Regions from separate parts of the Triticum aestivum genome. Here region 1 is linked to region 2. The links are chromatin contacts, called in public Hi-C maps. All regions are on one chromosome and are shown on one strand. Each heading gives the region's core, a stretch centred on a gene start, on an enhancer-like site or on the middle of the called end of the contact. The rest is flanking DNA. Distances are from core to core; before and after follow the strand shown. Region 1 holds the start of LOC123182461 (transcription elongation factor SPT6 homolog). Region 2 holds the start of LOC123171570 (EID1-like F-box protein 3).

What was found. Hi-C and Micro-C count contacts between places; a contact is called where the count stands out from the background.
Region 1: a Hi-C map of leaf shows a contact between it and region 2, with 3 times the contacts expected there. The contact joins the promoter of LOC123182461 here to the promoter of LOC123171570 in region 2. A contact is called at or near these places in 2 of 5 Hi-C or Micro-C datasets (both in leaf).

What each region holds. Positions count from the first base shown.
Region 1 is chr1D:409,736,931-409,743,585 of IWGSC CS RefSeq v2.1, reverse strand. LOC123182461 (transcription elongation factor SPT6 homolog) reads right to left here and starts at 2,875. Exons shown (of 17, transcript XM_044595028.1): 1 at 2,471-2,875; 2 at 2,250-2,360; 3 at 1,834-1,969; 4 at 1,667-1,754; 5 at 1,435-1,573; 6 at 1,206-1,341; 7 at 834-1,095; 8 at 561-749; 9 at 312-422; 10 at 1-218. The coding sequence starts at 2,501.
Region 2 is chr1D:409,331,312-409,338,415 of IWGSC CS RefSeq v2.1, reverse strand. It overlaps LOC123171570 (EID1-like F-box protein 3), which reads left to right and starts at 3,040. Exons shown (of 1, transcript XM_044589025.1): 1 at 3,040-6,050. The coding sequence starts at 3,211. The coding sequence ends at 4,119.

The DNA.
Region 1 (6,655 bases), core at 1,626-4,125, 410 kb before region 2:
AATTTCGCGTCAACATCCTCCACTTCTTTCTCTGATTTTGCTTCCTTCAGTGCATCAATGATAGAGTGGTAGAGTTGTCGATTAAGTGCCTGCCTTGTAACATCGTCTATTCTTCGTTTCTCGTCATCATATCTTCTCTCATAATAAATCTGCAAAGCAACCTTGCGCTTCTGAAGAAGAAGCCACTTTCTGTCTAAGGTCTGAACAGCCCAAAGCAGCTACAAACAACAGACAAACTGTGTCAGCAATTGTAAAATCTTGATAATCAGGGGGGCCTAACACCTGTCTAGTAGTGGACACTGGTCAGTTACCTTATGCCACTTCATTTTACGCGTCTCTTCTTCATTTGCTTGTTCATTGGCATCGTTATCTTTTACCAGACTCAGGCAACTTTCCTTCCTATACATTGCAATGAATGGAACCTGACAGGCAACAATACCTATGTCAGCACATCAGACATAAGAAATTACGCACAGAGATGGAATCTGATGTGAAACAATAACCAAGTCAGCAGATCAAACATAAGAAATTATGCAATGAGATCCTATAGTTTTTCGTACTTCAAATTTGTGGGTATGTAGCATGTTCAAGACATTCACGATGTCGCTCTGATGAATCTCCCTGTTCACTTGCTCTTTGCCAAAAAGGGACAGAAATCCATCCCCGGTTAGTTGGTTGTGTATCCATACACTTTCCTCCTCACTATTTGCATCACCATCTATAGGATGGCCAGTTAACTCTTCAGACAGCTGAGGAAGAAGCAATTAAGAATCAGATACGCATTACAAACCAAAATCAAGACAGACATCCAACATGTCTAACTGGTAACTTACCTGGATCCTCTCAGGTATATCAGTTTCTTTTATCTGCTCATCCTTTGGTGTCATATACTTTTCTGCGAGAATAAATGGTTCAAACTCATCTTCAAGCCTGTTTCCTCTCAACTCGCCGGAATTAATAGCATCCCTCTCAAGCTCTTGTTTTCTTAGTGCTAATAGCTCATCAACATCCCCAAATATATCATGGGCCTCTTGTAGCGCAGATGATGATACACCTGCAGCTTGTCGCAGAGGCTTTCTTTTAACCTTCTTCCTTCTGCAGTACAATAGCATGTGTGCATTTAATAATAATAACAAATATAAGGTCTGAATAATTTCACATGGATAGAGAACCATTAACACACAATACGGAACATAAGAGCATACTTCACAACTTGGCCATTCACATCGATTTCCTCTTCGTCCACAATGAAATCGCCCATTTCATCATCCATATCATCTTCACCAACCTCATCTTCATCTACCTGCTGATCCTCCTCGACAAAATCCTCCTCAAACGGTTCTGAGCAAATGATATTGCAGCAAATTAAAAATTAGACAGGAAACTTCCAGCATTGGAAAACAAGCAAAGTGAAGAGGATTCAGAAGCAGGTACCTTCATTACCAAACAAGGAGCTACGAACTGTCTCCTCAGCAGTCCGGCTTTTTCCTGCTCCGTCATGATCGGAGAAGCCAGAGCGCCCATCCATTTCAGATTCCCGTCCTGCCTTCTTCAACCGCTTAAACTTATTTTCCTACCGTCAGCAAAATGAGAAGGCACATTACTGAGAAGCATGCAAAAACTCATGGAAGTCCAAAACAGACACAAAGATTATCTTAAAGCATACAGGAGGCTTCGGACGAGTGATGCCAGTAATGTTATTATCCTGGAGCAACATGTAGTCATCCTCATCAAGCTCGAAATCCTCCGTCTCTCTGGCCACATTTCTTGCAGTTTAGAAACTCATAAAGAATAAGACACTCTGTTTCATGACGAGGCATAAAAAGCAACTACCTCTTCTTCTTTCTTTTCTTTTTCTTCTTGCGTCTTTCATCATCACTAGCTCTCGCCTCCTCCTCCTCCTCTTCCTCGTCTTCATCCGCATCATCCACTATGAAGCCATCCTTCTCGTACTCATTCTGTCCCTCATCTGCTCACAAACAAGGTCACCCAATTATTGCTATACTAGCTCGAGAACACAATCACAGGCGATTCGACTAGAAAAAGGCAACTGCTGCAAACTGTAATCGATAGCAAAACATCGTAATACACAGTAAAACCAATCGAAATAAGAAATCAAGCAAGAGAACGCCCGAAACACAGTACCGCACAGCACATAAAAGCATCTCAATCGAGAGGAAAGGATAGCTCCAGCCAACAAATCCCTCGCGCAAGCAAACGTAATGGAAAGATCGTTAGGAGAAACTAACCTTCATCGTCCTCCTCCTCGTCCTCATCGTCGTCCTGCTCGTCGACATCATCCCTGGCCCTCCGCGACGGCCGCGGCTCGTCCTCTTCCTCGGCCTCGATGAAGTCGTCCTCTAGGGTTCCAACAGAAGCGCAAGCTTTTCCCATCAGAAAACGCGCACAAACCGCCGCCGAGGGCACCAAAACACGCGAAACCGCAGGAATCGGCAACGAAATCGCGTACCTTCGTCGTCGGAAACCACCGTGCGTCCCATTGTCCTCGAGGCGGCGGCGGCGCAAACCCTAGAGCGCGAGAGCGGTTGTGTCGAGAGCCTCGGGGGGGAGAGGGGGCCTCCTTATATGGGCATCGCGGGAGGCCGCGGGCCGCACGATCGCACCGCGCGTGGGGCGGCGGAATCTAGGGTTTCGAGGAAGGAGGGAGCGGCCCGGGCCCGAGCCGACGCCGAGGGGGCGCGGGCGATGCGAAGCGCCTGAGCCGAGGGTTGACCGACTTCACCCGACGGCGAGGAGGCGAATCCGGCGGCGGCGGCCGGGGAGCCGCGAACCGTGGGCTGGAGCGGCGGCGAGGTCGAGGCGGGGCGTCGCCGGGGGCTTGGAGGTGGCGGTGAGGAGTGTGCTGCGATTGGGGACAGGCCGGTTAAGTAATGAATGGATTTTGGGGGAGTTTGTTTTCAATACGGCCCCTGTAATATCTGCGAGTGGGCTTCTGCTTTGCTTCCGGCGAGGGTATTATTGTGACATCGTTCTTTTGGCAGGGTCTAGTGGTAATATTCGGGTCAACTTTTCAGCGCCCGTTGGATAGATGATCGCACCCAAAATGCATTTGTTACCAGCCCACCTCAACACTGTCAAGATAAGATTAGCACCCTTTTCAAAAAGAATATACTAGTATTAGGGCATCTCCAGCAGCTACCCTCGAACCACCTGCATACGTCCGGACCGCGCGTGCCATCCACCGAGGTCCTGCATCCGTCCACAAGGCATGCGGACGCACTTTCTCCCGCAAACCGGAGACAAACGTGGGGGCTTTGCGTGCGTCCGGACTGCCTGCTTCTGACCACCCTGGCCCACTCAAAACCGTCCTTCCTCGCCCGCGCGTATTTCTTCCGGTGCCAGCTGCCCGCATTCATGCCGCCGGTCGCTCCCCATTGAAGCCGGCTACATAGCGGACACGACCTTTAACTGGCGCCGGCATTGAAGCGGCGCACCGGCCGAGGGCGTCGCCCGCGACGCGTCCCTGGTGTTCACGCATGTTCAATGCCTAAGAAGCGTTACTGGACGGGACGGGACGGATATTTACCACGTCCGTTCAATGCCCCGTTCGTCCGTATGCCGCCATTAAGCAGGCTCGCCGGCCGAGAAACCCACTCCGGCAACGTGCATTGACGCACCCGGACGCCTGGCCTCAACGCACTCCGCTATTTATAGGCGTCCACACCCGCTCTAGTCCATGCCACAACACAAGCCGCTCCACATCCTCCTCCCTTGCACCACACTCGCCATGACAGCCGGCGGCAACGCTCTGTGGGAGAGCCCATCGACGGAGATAAAGCATGAGTTGGCCGCGCCATGCGGCCGCCTGGCAGAGCCGCTGTACCAGGCGGATCGAGGCCGGCCTGCCGTCCAGCTTGCCCGAGGTCTCCGACGACGAGGACGACCCCACGATGGAGACGGACTCCGACGACACCGCACCGAAGCCATCGCCTATGCATGCCATCTTCACCATGGCGCAGGCGCACTACAACGCCGCCATGGCGGAGGAGCTTCCTACGTCGGTGCCTTTGTCGGTGTTGCTAGAGCAGCACCGGCTGGCGGAGGTCCAGATCGATGGTGAGTGTGTGAGCCAGGAGGTCGTGGCGTCCATGGCCGCGATGAACCCCAACTTCATCGCGGAGCAGCATGTAATGCCGCCGCGGAGGCGCAGCTACAGGTGATCGCGGATGAGAACAACGCTAGCTTCGCCTCATGCACACCGCCGACGAACCATCAGGCGCCCATGTGGGACGACGACAGTGCGGGCGCCACCATTTCCATCATGGACCTCACGTCCACCAGCAACGGACAATGCGCGGACTCCTCCGAGGATGAGTAGGGCACAGGAGGCGGCAGGGCCTTGTGTCCCATGTGGGTCGGTCCGTCTCTCGTGTTCTACTCTTCCTCGCCAGAGACCACAGCTTCACTTCAGTGGTCTTATCGTCGGTGCTCGACAGCAGTGAAGGATGACAACGGCATGGACGACAGATGCCGCCGTAGGTAGGTTCAGGGTCGGGTCGGATGGTTCTTTTGTTCTAAATGTTTGCAATCTAAAAATTCGTCGTGTTTGCGTGAACTTCGTCCGGTTTGTATGAAAATCCGACCAAGTTTGAACGAATTTCATCTGGTTGTGCGGATTGTTGTTGAAATGTATGCGGGCAGCGTTGGATGGCGGCCTCCTGCATCCATGTCCACAGACTGGTCCCCCTGTCTGTGAATGGGTGTGGGAGGAAATTTGCGGGTTGCCATTGGAGACGCCCTTAACAATGCAAATTATGGATTGATCTACATTCGAAATAAGATGACATGCGCAAAGGTAAAGTAGATTATCATTAACAACCTTATTTAGAGCATCTCCAATAGAAGATGCAAATTTGGAGATGTAAAACAGAAGATGTAAAAAATTACATCTCCGGAAAAGAGGCAACTCCAATAGATGGTGCATATTGAAGATGTAAAAGAGCAACTCCAATGGAAGATGCAAACTAGAGATGTAAAACCGACCGCCGGCCGCAGGGATGTGTACAGCCGCATTTGCACATTGAAATTTCATAATTCTACCAACAAAAATGCATCATCAATCAAAGTTTCAAATCCTACAAGAAAAAGTCAAATGTCTCAGCCAAAGTTCTTTATCCAACAAATGAAAATGCACATAAACATCATTCAATTTTCGTCATGTCTGTTGTCAGTGGTGCCATTGTGGACGGTGGTATGATCATCATCATCAATGGCTAATTGTCGACGTTTTCATACGTTGAAGTCTCGCTGCCACGAACTCCACCGGAAGCACCTTCATTGCCACCTCCCATGCCGCTCATGTTGCCATCGAAGCCACCTCCGATGCTACTCATCATGTTGTCGCCGAAGCCACCTCCCATGCCACTCATCCTATTGCCGTCGAAGCCACCTCCCATGTCGCTCATGTTGCCGCTGAAGCCACCTTCCATGCCGCTCATGTTGCCGCTGAAGCCACCACCTATGCCACCGAAGCCACCATTCACGTTGCCACCAAAGCCACCTCCCATGTTTCCACCAAATGCACCATTCATGGCACCTCCCATCTTGTTCATGTACCCACCCATTGTTGGAGATATGTCCTAGAGGCAATCATGTATGATGATATTTCCTATGTGTTCATGAATAAAGATAGTCCTTGGACATTATCAATGATGTGTATCAACAAGTACGTGACTTGTTTGTGAGACTATGCATTGTATGATGACTGTCCTAAAAGACCCCTAGTCAAAAGGGTCGTGTGGACGCATAGCTGATACGTCTCCAGCGTACCTATAACTTATGAAGTATTCATGCCATGTTTACAACAATTTTATATGGTTTTGGTATGGGTTTATTAAACTAACACGGACTGACGTTGTTTTCAGCAGAACTACCGTGATGTTGTTTCTTGTGCAGAAATAAAAGTTCTCAGAATGGGCTGCAAATTTACGGTGATTTTTTATGGACCAAAAGAGACCCCCGAAGCACAAGAGCTGGACCAGATGCTTCATGAGGAAGCGACAAGCCAGGCGGCGCGCCCACCCCCCAGGGCGCGCCTAGGCGGCTTGTCGCTGCCTCGTGGACGCCCTTGACGTGAGACCGACGCCAAAAATTCCTATAAATACCAAAACCCTCGAAAAGAAAATTAGATCGGAAGTTCCGCCGCCGCAAACCTCTGCAGCCACAAAAAACCAATCGGGAGCCCGTTCCGGCACCCTGTCGGAGGGGAAACCCATCGCTGGAGGCCATCTTCATCATCCCGGCGGTCTCCATGACGAGGAGGGAGTAGTTCACCCTCGGGGTTGAGGGTATGTATCAGTAGCTATGTGCTTGATCTCTCTCTCTCTCTCGTGTTCTTGAATTGGCGCGATCTTGATGTACCATGAGCTTTGCTAATATATTTCGATCATATGGTGTTTGCCCCCCTCTACCTTCTTGTGATGAATTGAGTTTTATCTTTGAGGTTTCACTATTATCGGATTGAATACTTTTATGGATTTGAGAACACTTGATGTATGTCTTGCGTGGGATACCCGTGGTGACAATGGGGTGTTCTATTGATTCACTTGATGTATGTTTTGGCACTCAACTCGCAGATTCCCGAGGTGACATTGGGGTAATCTATGCATAGGGGTTGATGCATGATTTCGTCCTT
Region 2 (7,104 bases), core at 1,791-4,290:
GGCGAGCCTATGATTTGCCTCCCCCCTGCCCACTGCTCCGGGCGCCGATGGCGGGGAGGAGAATCCCGGTGCATGTGCTTCGGTTAGTAGTTTATGTTAGAATTTGTTAGTCCTCACATGCACGGTGCTCGGGTGGGTGGAGGCGCTTCTTCGAATTTGTCTTCCGAGCTCTGTTTCTCCTTGAGTTTGTCCGTATAGACATAGTCAGCGTGAGCTCCGGCGTAGATTCCCGCCGTCTCAATGGGGATACGAGGTTAGGTTTCTCGTCACATGGCAAGATTTGGTGTCAGGTGCTTCAGACCTATGCAAGAGTTCAACGACGACAATTACGGCTCCATGGCGCTGGTCCTTAGGAGCACATGCACGAAGACTTTCCAATTGTCATGACAAAGTCAAGCTGACTCCAGTAGTAGATTCGCGACAACGGCCCGTTCTGATGGTAGTAGTGGTCATTCGATTAGAATCTTGATGTTTTATTATTTGAGATGTTATGTACTTCCGATGAACTCTAATAATGGATTTGATCTTTCACAAAAGTAAGAATATGGCCAATGCTATTGTGAAGGTGCAGGACAACCTGTAGTTCCACTTCCGATTTGACAGCTGTCGTGGCATTCACGTCGACAACCTCTCCATCAGCTCCCTGGCGTTGAGCCCCAACACCGACGACATCTACGTCGAGAACGCCTAGGATCGTCCTCATCACCAACATTTTCGTCTCCATCGGCGTAGGCACCCTCAACGTCCACATTGAAAACAGCAAGGGGCGTCGCCATGCGTCATGAACAACCCGAAGAGCATGAGCAGCACAGTACACGCTGCCCAATGGCTATCGAGGTTACGATCCTGACAATGAGTACTAGGGATACAAAAGAGGGGCAGAGCCTAGCTGCGGCGCAGGTGTGGCACTCGGTTTTTATGAATTCAGACCCCTCTCGGAGGAGATAACAACCCTACAGCTCATGCCCTGAGACTTGTTTTCTCTTGGGGTATATGATTACAAATGATGTTGAACCCCTGCCATGGAGGAGGGCGCGTCGCGCCTTTGCACTCCCACGTTACAAGGGGGATTAATGACTATAACTATGACAGTTACAGGTTTAAATAGCTATGACTACAGGAGTTACATGTAACGACAGCCTTAACTATGCTTGAAGTCTGACTTAAGATCACCTAACCATTGCGGCTCCCACATTGTCCCTACGTCTTCTCTGTTCGAGCGGCAGTGGCTGGGTCGACTGGAGGGAGGACATCCGAGTGTAGTCAGTCTATCCGAGTGGATCTTCGGCGGTGCGCATGCGAATGCGCCTGAGGTCCTGGGACCCTCCAATGATAATGGGGGACCCTAGGTGGGCTTTAGATGTCAGGTCGTTGACCCTACCAGTAGTAGAGGTGACCCCATTAGCAGCGACATCCTATTCCGGAATGGGTCGGCATGGGACAGGCCCCGTTGTCGCCCGTCCTCTGATGGGAACACAAACAGGCCGCCGTCACAATACACGTCGCAATGGTGCGGGTCGCCCGTCCTCTGATGGGAACACAAACAGGCCGCCGTCACAATACACGTCGCAATGGTGCGGATTTTTGTGCCCTCATGGTCCCCCCCCCCCCCCCCCCCCCCCCGGCGCACGTGCCTGAGAGGAGCGGCGGTAGGGGGATGCCGGCGGCAGAGTGAAGCCGGAGACAGGAGGAGGTGCCGGGGCAAAAGGGATTTGAGAGAACGAGTGAGTGAGTGAAAGGGAGTGGATAGCCAAAAAAGACGAGAAGACGTTCGCGCGCGGCGGTTTTACAGCTAGCGCTTCCGAAACGTGACATGACCGCTAAAGTCGCATGAAGATACGTGCATGGAAGCCAAGCTACTTAACATTTCAAGAAAAAAGTCGCATGAAGATACGTGCATGGAAGCCAAGCTACTTAACATTTCAAGAAAAACCTCGTATGTTTCCGCACGAAATCCTTTTTTTTTGTGGACAAGGCAAGAACTCTGATGCGATGCTGCTACGCTGTGTTACTAGCACAGTAGCACCTGACGACAGTAACAAGCATGCTTGCGTGATTCCAACAAAAAAAAATGCTTGTGTGAACTGCGAGGCGATGCTTCCTCCATGACATCGCCCCGACACCACGAATGATTGACCAGCAAACCCGTTTGGTGGGCATCCCATTCCCATCGCACCGGAGCGAGTGCCATCCGAGACGCCACTTTGTCAAACCCTGCGTAACGTACATTTCCATCCCTCTCCCGCAAGAGGACAAAGAAAATGCAATCCCACCGTCGTGCGCGCAGCAGGATTGATGATTGGCGGATCTTCATCCAGTACGTACGTAGCGGCAAAGAAACGGAACGCACGCAGCGAGTGACCGAGCCAGCTCCGCGACGCGTGTGCCGCTCGGCCAACCCAGGCGCGCCGCGTAGCCCCAGATATTTCCGCGCGTCGGCTTCCCAGCAGCCACACGCGTCCGCACCGCCGCCAGCCCGGGCGAGGAGCCAACCGAATCCTGAGACCATCCGGTGCCAGCCGCCGTGATCCCGCCACGCGTCCCCGCCGAGCGAGGCCCGGCCGGCACGTGTCGCCCCAGAGCACGGGCGCGCAGGTGCGACCGCCGGGGCACGTGTCCCGCCCGCCAGTGTGCCCGCCATAGATAGAGTACGTCAGCTAAGTAAACTGAGCTCGCATGATACATGATCCAGTACGTCCAAGTAAACTAAGATGGGCAGTGTGCGCGCAAGATATTTTGGGGATGGCGAGCAGCGCTGTGCTGCAGTCTGCACCCGCATGCGCAGCACCGGCGCGCTCTGTCCGGGCAGCAATTTTGGACGGTCGGTGGCGACACAGGTGCTGCTGGCACTGTTTTGGCGGAGAGGCACGGCACGCAAGGCAAGAGGGATTAGCGTGCGGGGATGACGGAGATATTTTGCTTGCGGGGGGAGTGCGACAAGGATCGCTTTTCTGATCGCAACCGCATCATCGATAGTATCGCGGCTGAACCGTACAATTGTCACGCGCCGCGCGGCGACACGAGGAGCCGGGGTGGCCGGCCGGGTCGGGGTCGCCTCCAGGGAGCACGGACGGGACGGGCGTGCGCGTATATAACTGCCCACCCGCCGGCGCCGCCCCGCTCCGCGCTCGGGCACGCGAGTTACAGTCACGCTCAGAGTCCACATCCACCAGGTCGGGTAACTGGGTCGACTAACATTCAGCTGGTAGTATGAGCGAAGGCACGCGGGAGATGAGGCGGCTGCGCGTCGGCAGCGCCGGCGGCAGCAAGGCGAGCGCGAGCGGCGGCATCGCCGACGAGTTGAGCAGCGGGGGGCGCGGCATTGGGGCGCGGATCCGCGGGGTCAACGTGGGGATCCTGGACGAGCAGGTGCTGGCGCTGGTGTTCCGCGCGCTCAACTGGGACCCGCAGGCGCTGTGCTCCGTGGCGCGGGTCAGCCGCCGGCTGCGCGCCGTCGCGGAGCGCGTGCTGTGGCGGGAGCTCTGCGTCTCGCGCGCGCCGCGGATGGTGTCCGCACTCACCACGGGCTCCTCGGCCTCGTCGGGCCGCGTGGGCGGCGGGTGGCCGGCGCTGGCGAAGCTGCTCCTCTACTGCTGCGGCGCGGCCGGGGCGGGCGTGCGGGGCCACTTCGCGCCCGTGTCGCGCTTCTCCAAGACGTCCGGCCGGAGCTTCCTGTCGCGGCGGTGCGGCGGGGACCTGCTGTACGTGTCGGACCCGTGCGAGCACGCGGCGGCCGGCGCCGGCGACGACGAGGACGTGGGCGCCTACCGCGGCGTGTTCCGCGGCTTCATGCGCTCGCGCACGCGCGCATGCCTGGTGGGCGGCCGCGCCCCGCTGGAGCCCCGCGTGCGCTGCCCCTACTGCGGCGCGCGCGTCTGGAGCGTCACGGCCGCCGGCCTCGCGCCCCGCAGCGCGTGCCGCCGCCTCGGCGCGCACGAGGGCCGCCTCGAGTACTTCGTCTGCGTCAGCGGCCACCTCCACGGCAGCTGCTGGCTCGCGCGCCTCTCCTCCAGCGACAGCGATGGCGACGGCGAGCGCCAGCGCGGCCGCGGTGGCGAGGACACCGACTCTGACGACGACGGATTCACTGCCACCGCCGACGGGCACACGGAGCTGTGACGCGAAGAGCTTGTCTTAGAGCATCTCCAGCTGCGCCCCCGACGAGGCCCCCCATGCGATTTTTCGGCCGCCGGCGTAAAAAAAAAAGCCCCGTCGCGCTCCCAAAAGCGGTCGAAATTGGCGCCGGCGGACCCAACCCGAACCCGGCGAGCTCGGGGGCGCCGGGCGAATCGTTTTTGCGCGAAGAGCCGCGGGCCCCCCTTGCCAGCGACTCGACTCTCTTCTCGCCACTTCGTCGTCCTCATCGCCTCGTTCCCCGCGACGAATCAATGTCAAAGCTGCGCGCGCTGCCGCACCGGTCAGCCTCCATTGATGCCTCACGGACGGCGCAGTGAAGGCCGGGCGACGCGCGTCCCCTTGCCCGCCACGCGTAACGCGCCGGCCACGCGTACTACGCGGCGCTTCCGCCTATATAAGCCGACCACCAGCGCGCTGGAGACACGCACAGATCCTCCACCGCCGACGCGCCCATTTCTCCCCCTTCCTCCCTCGCCTCCTCTCGCCGTCTCCAGTTCAGAAGAATGGCCGAGCGCTTTCCAGGCGACGGCGCGGCGGCGAATGGCTTCGGGCGCCGCCATCTTCATGAGGACGAGGCTCGCCTCCTTTTCGAGGCCGAGTACCCGGTCCCGCCGGACATGCGGGTGCTCGGGGCGTGGAGGATCAGCGCCAGCGGCGTGCCGGTGCCACCACCACCCACCGGGGCGGCGCGGCGTGCGGAGATCGCACGTATCCGTGCGTCCGTGCCGCGGGTTGCGAGGGAAGGCCCGCGGTACACCCCCGACAGCCCGCTCTGGGAGCCCTACTTCCGCCGCCGCCACGCCGAACAGCTCAAGGCGACGAACGGCGTCGTGCCCTCCGGCAGGCTCAACTCCGAGGGCCGGCGCCGGTGGTGGGGCGTGCCCGGCCGCACGTTGGAGGCCGTCCTCGAGTACATCGAGGGCGGCAACACGCCGCGCCTCGAGTACCCCTCTCCCCCGTCCTTCTCACGCCGCCGTGGGAGCTCCTGGACGCTGAGGCGCATGGACCGGCCCGGGGCGTCCTCCTCCTCGTCCGGCCGCTCGTCCGGCTCTCCTTGCCTCCGCCCCGTCAAGCCGGAGCCCCAGGACACGCCTGTCAGCGCATGCACCCGCAGCTCCGGCGTCCGCATCGGCGACTCCACCCCCCTCCGGCCGCTTCGTCCTCGTCGAGCCCAAGCCGGAGCCCCCCGGAGTACGAGGAGATAGCCCGACGCGGTTTCTCCGACGAGGAGGCCCTACAGTGGGCTCGGGACGACTACTACCGGGACGAGATGGTCCGGCAGCGCCGGGCCCTGGATGAGATAGAAGCCCGCAAACGTGGGCGCGAGGACGAGCACGGCGTCGTGATCTTCGAAGCGACGACGACGAGAACGCCCCCGGACCGTCCAACCCGCCGCGCCAACCAGGGGAGAGATGCAGCAGGGACGGCGGTGGCGGAGGCGGCGGCGACGACGGCGGCGGCGACGACGGCGGCGGCAATTACACGCGGTTCTACAGCCTCCTCAGCATGTAGAACTGCAAGGGCGGGTGGCGAGGAGCGGCGAGGGAGATGGCGAGGAACGGCGATGGAGACGGCGAGGAGCAGCCCCTAGTAGTTTTTTTCTTTTTTTATAAAATATGTTTAAATTTGAACGAACTCGCCGATGTTGGCATTAAATTTGAGCCGCGTTTGCGCCGTATTTAAGTTTAAAAAAAAAAACGTGGGCGCCGCGACTGGGGCATCACGCCCCCAGCACGTGGTTTAGCGCCGGTGCGTCTCCAGGGGGCGATTTTTAGCCCCTCCTGAGAGGCCAACGGCTGGAGATGCTCTTAGCCACATGAAAATGCAATAGAATAGAAGCATATTCCGCGGCTTTTTCCCGTTTGTTTTGTTGGCTTTTGTATAATCTCTTGGCTCCTGTGGCCTTGTTGCAATCAATTTTTGCACTGCCGCACAGCTGTTGTGGTTTTTGTAGCGGTTCAGAAGCGACGTGCGTTGGTGCGGCGCGAGCTACAGACTTGGCTCTTTCGAGCGACCTCTCGCGGCCCAAACTTACCTGAAATAAATTAATGGGCGAGCGCGAGGCAGAAAACACATATTTGATCTGAGGATGAAATCAAATCAAAATTTAAACTATTTTTGAAAAAAATTCACGCTGCTGACCCTTTTAAAGGTGGCGTCCGACAGCAAAGCGCCGCACACTACGGTGCAGCGTCTTTCCTTAGGCGTCGCACCTTCGGCCAGCGTGGCAGCCCGGGGCCAGGCGCGGCCCCACAGACAGCAGTGCAATGCCTATCGCTTGGCCGCCACACTTGTAATGTGCAGCGCCCGGCCCTTAGGCGGTGCACTGTCTGTTTGCCACTTTGGCTAGCCCCACCCCCTCACCCCACTCACCCCCACCCCACCCACAAGGTGAAGCAAAGCGCCCCCCTCTTCTCCCTCTCAAATCCTTCTCAAATCTTGCAAATCCGGAGTATTTGTCCGTGGATTTCAAAGCCAACCCCTCCCTTAAGGTAAACTCCTCCGATCCCCTCTTTTTCATCCATAGGAATTGTCACACTTCCTCAAATCTTGCTAGTTTGGGGAAACTCTAGTTTTGGCTTGGATTTGGAAATTTGTGTTCAAACATGTTATGTTTCTTTGCTAATTTGGTAGGGTTAGGTTTCATACTATGCTAGGGTTAGGGTTATGTGTGTTTTTATGTTGGGGTTAGGGTTAGGGTTATGCTATTATTAGGGTTGTTGTTATTGTTAAGTGGGGGTAAGGGTTGTTGTTTCATATCTATGTTAGGGCTTATGTATTTTGTGCAAATACTTGGTTAAGTACTTACTCCCTCCGTTCAGAATTACTTCTCGCGGAAATGGATGTATCTAGACGTATTTTAGTTCTAGATACATCCATTTTCGAGACAAGTAATTCCGAAAGGAGGGAGTACTTGATATATGTGTTTTTTATTATTGTAGGGATGGGAAGAACATGTGTTTATGT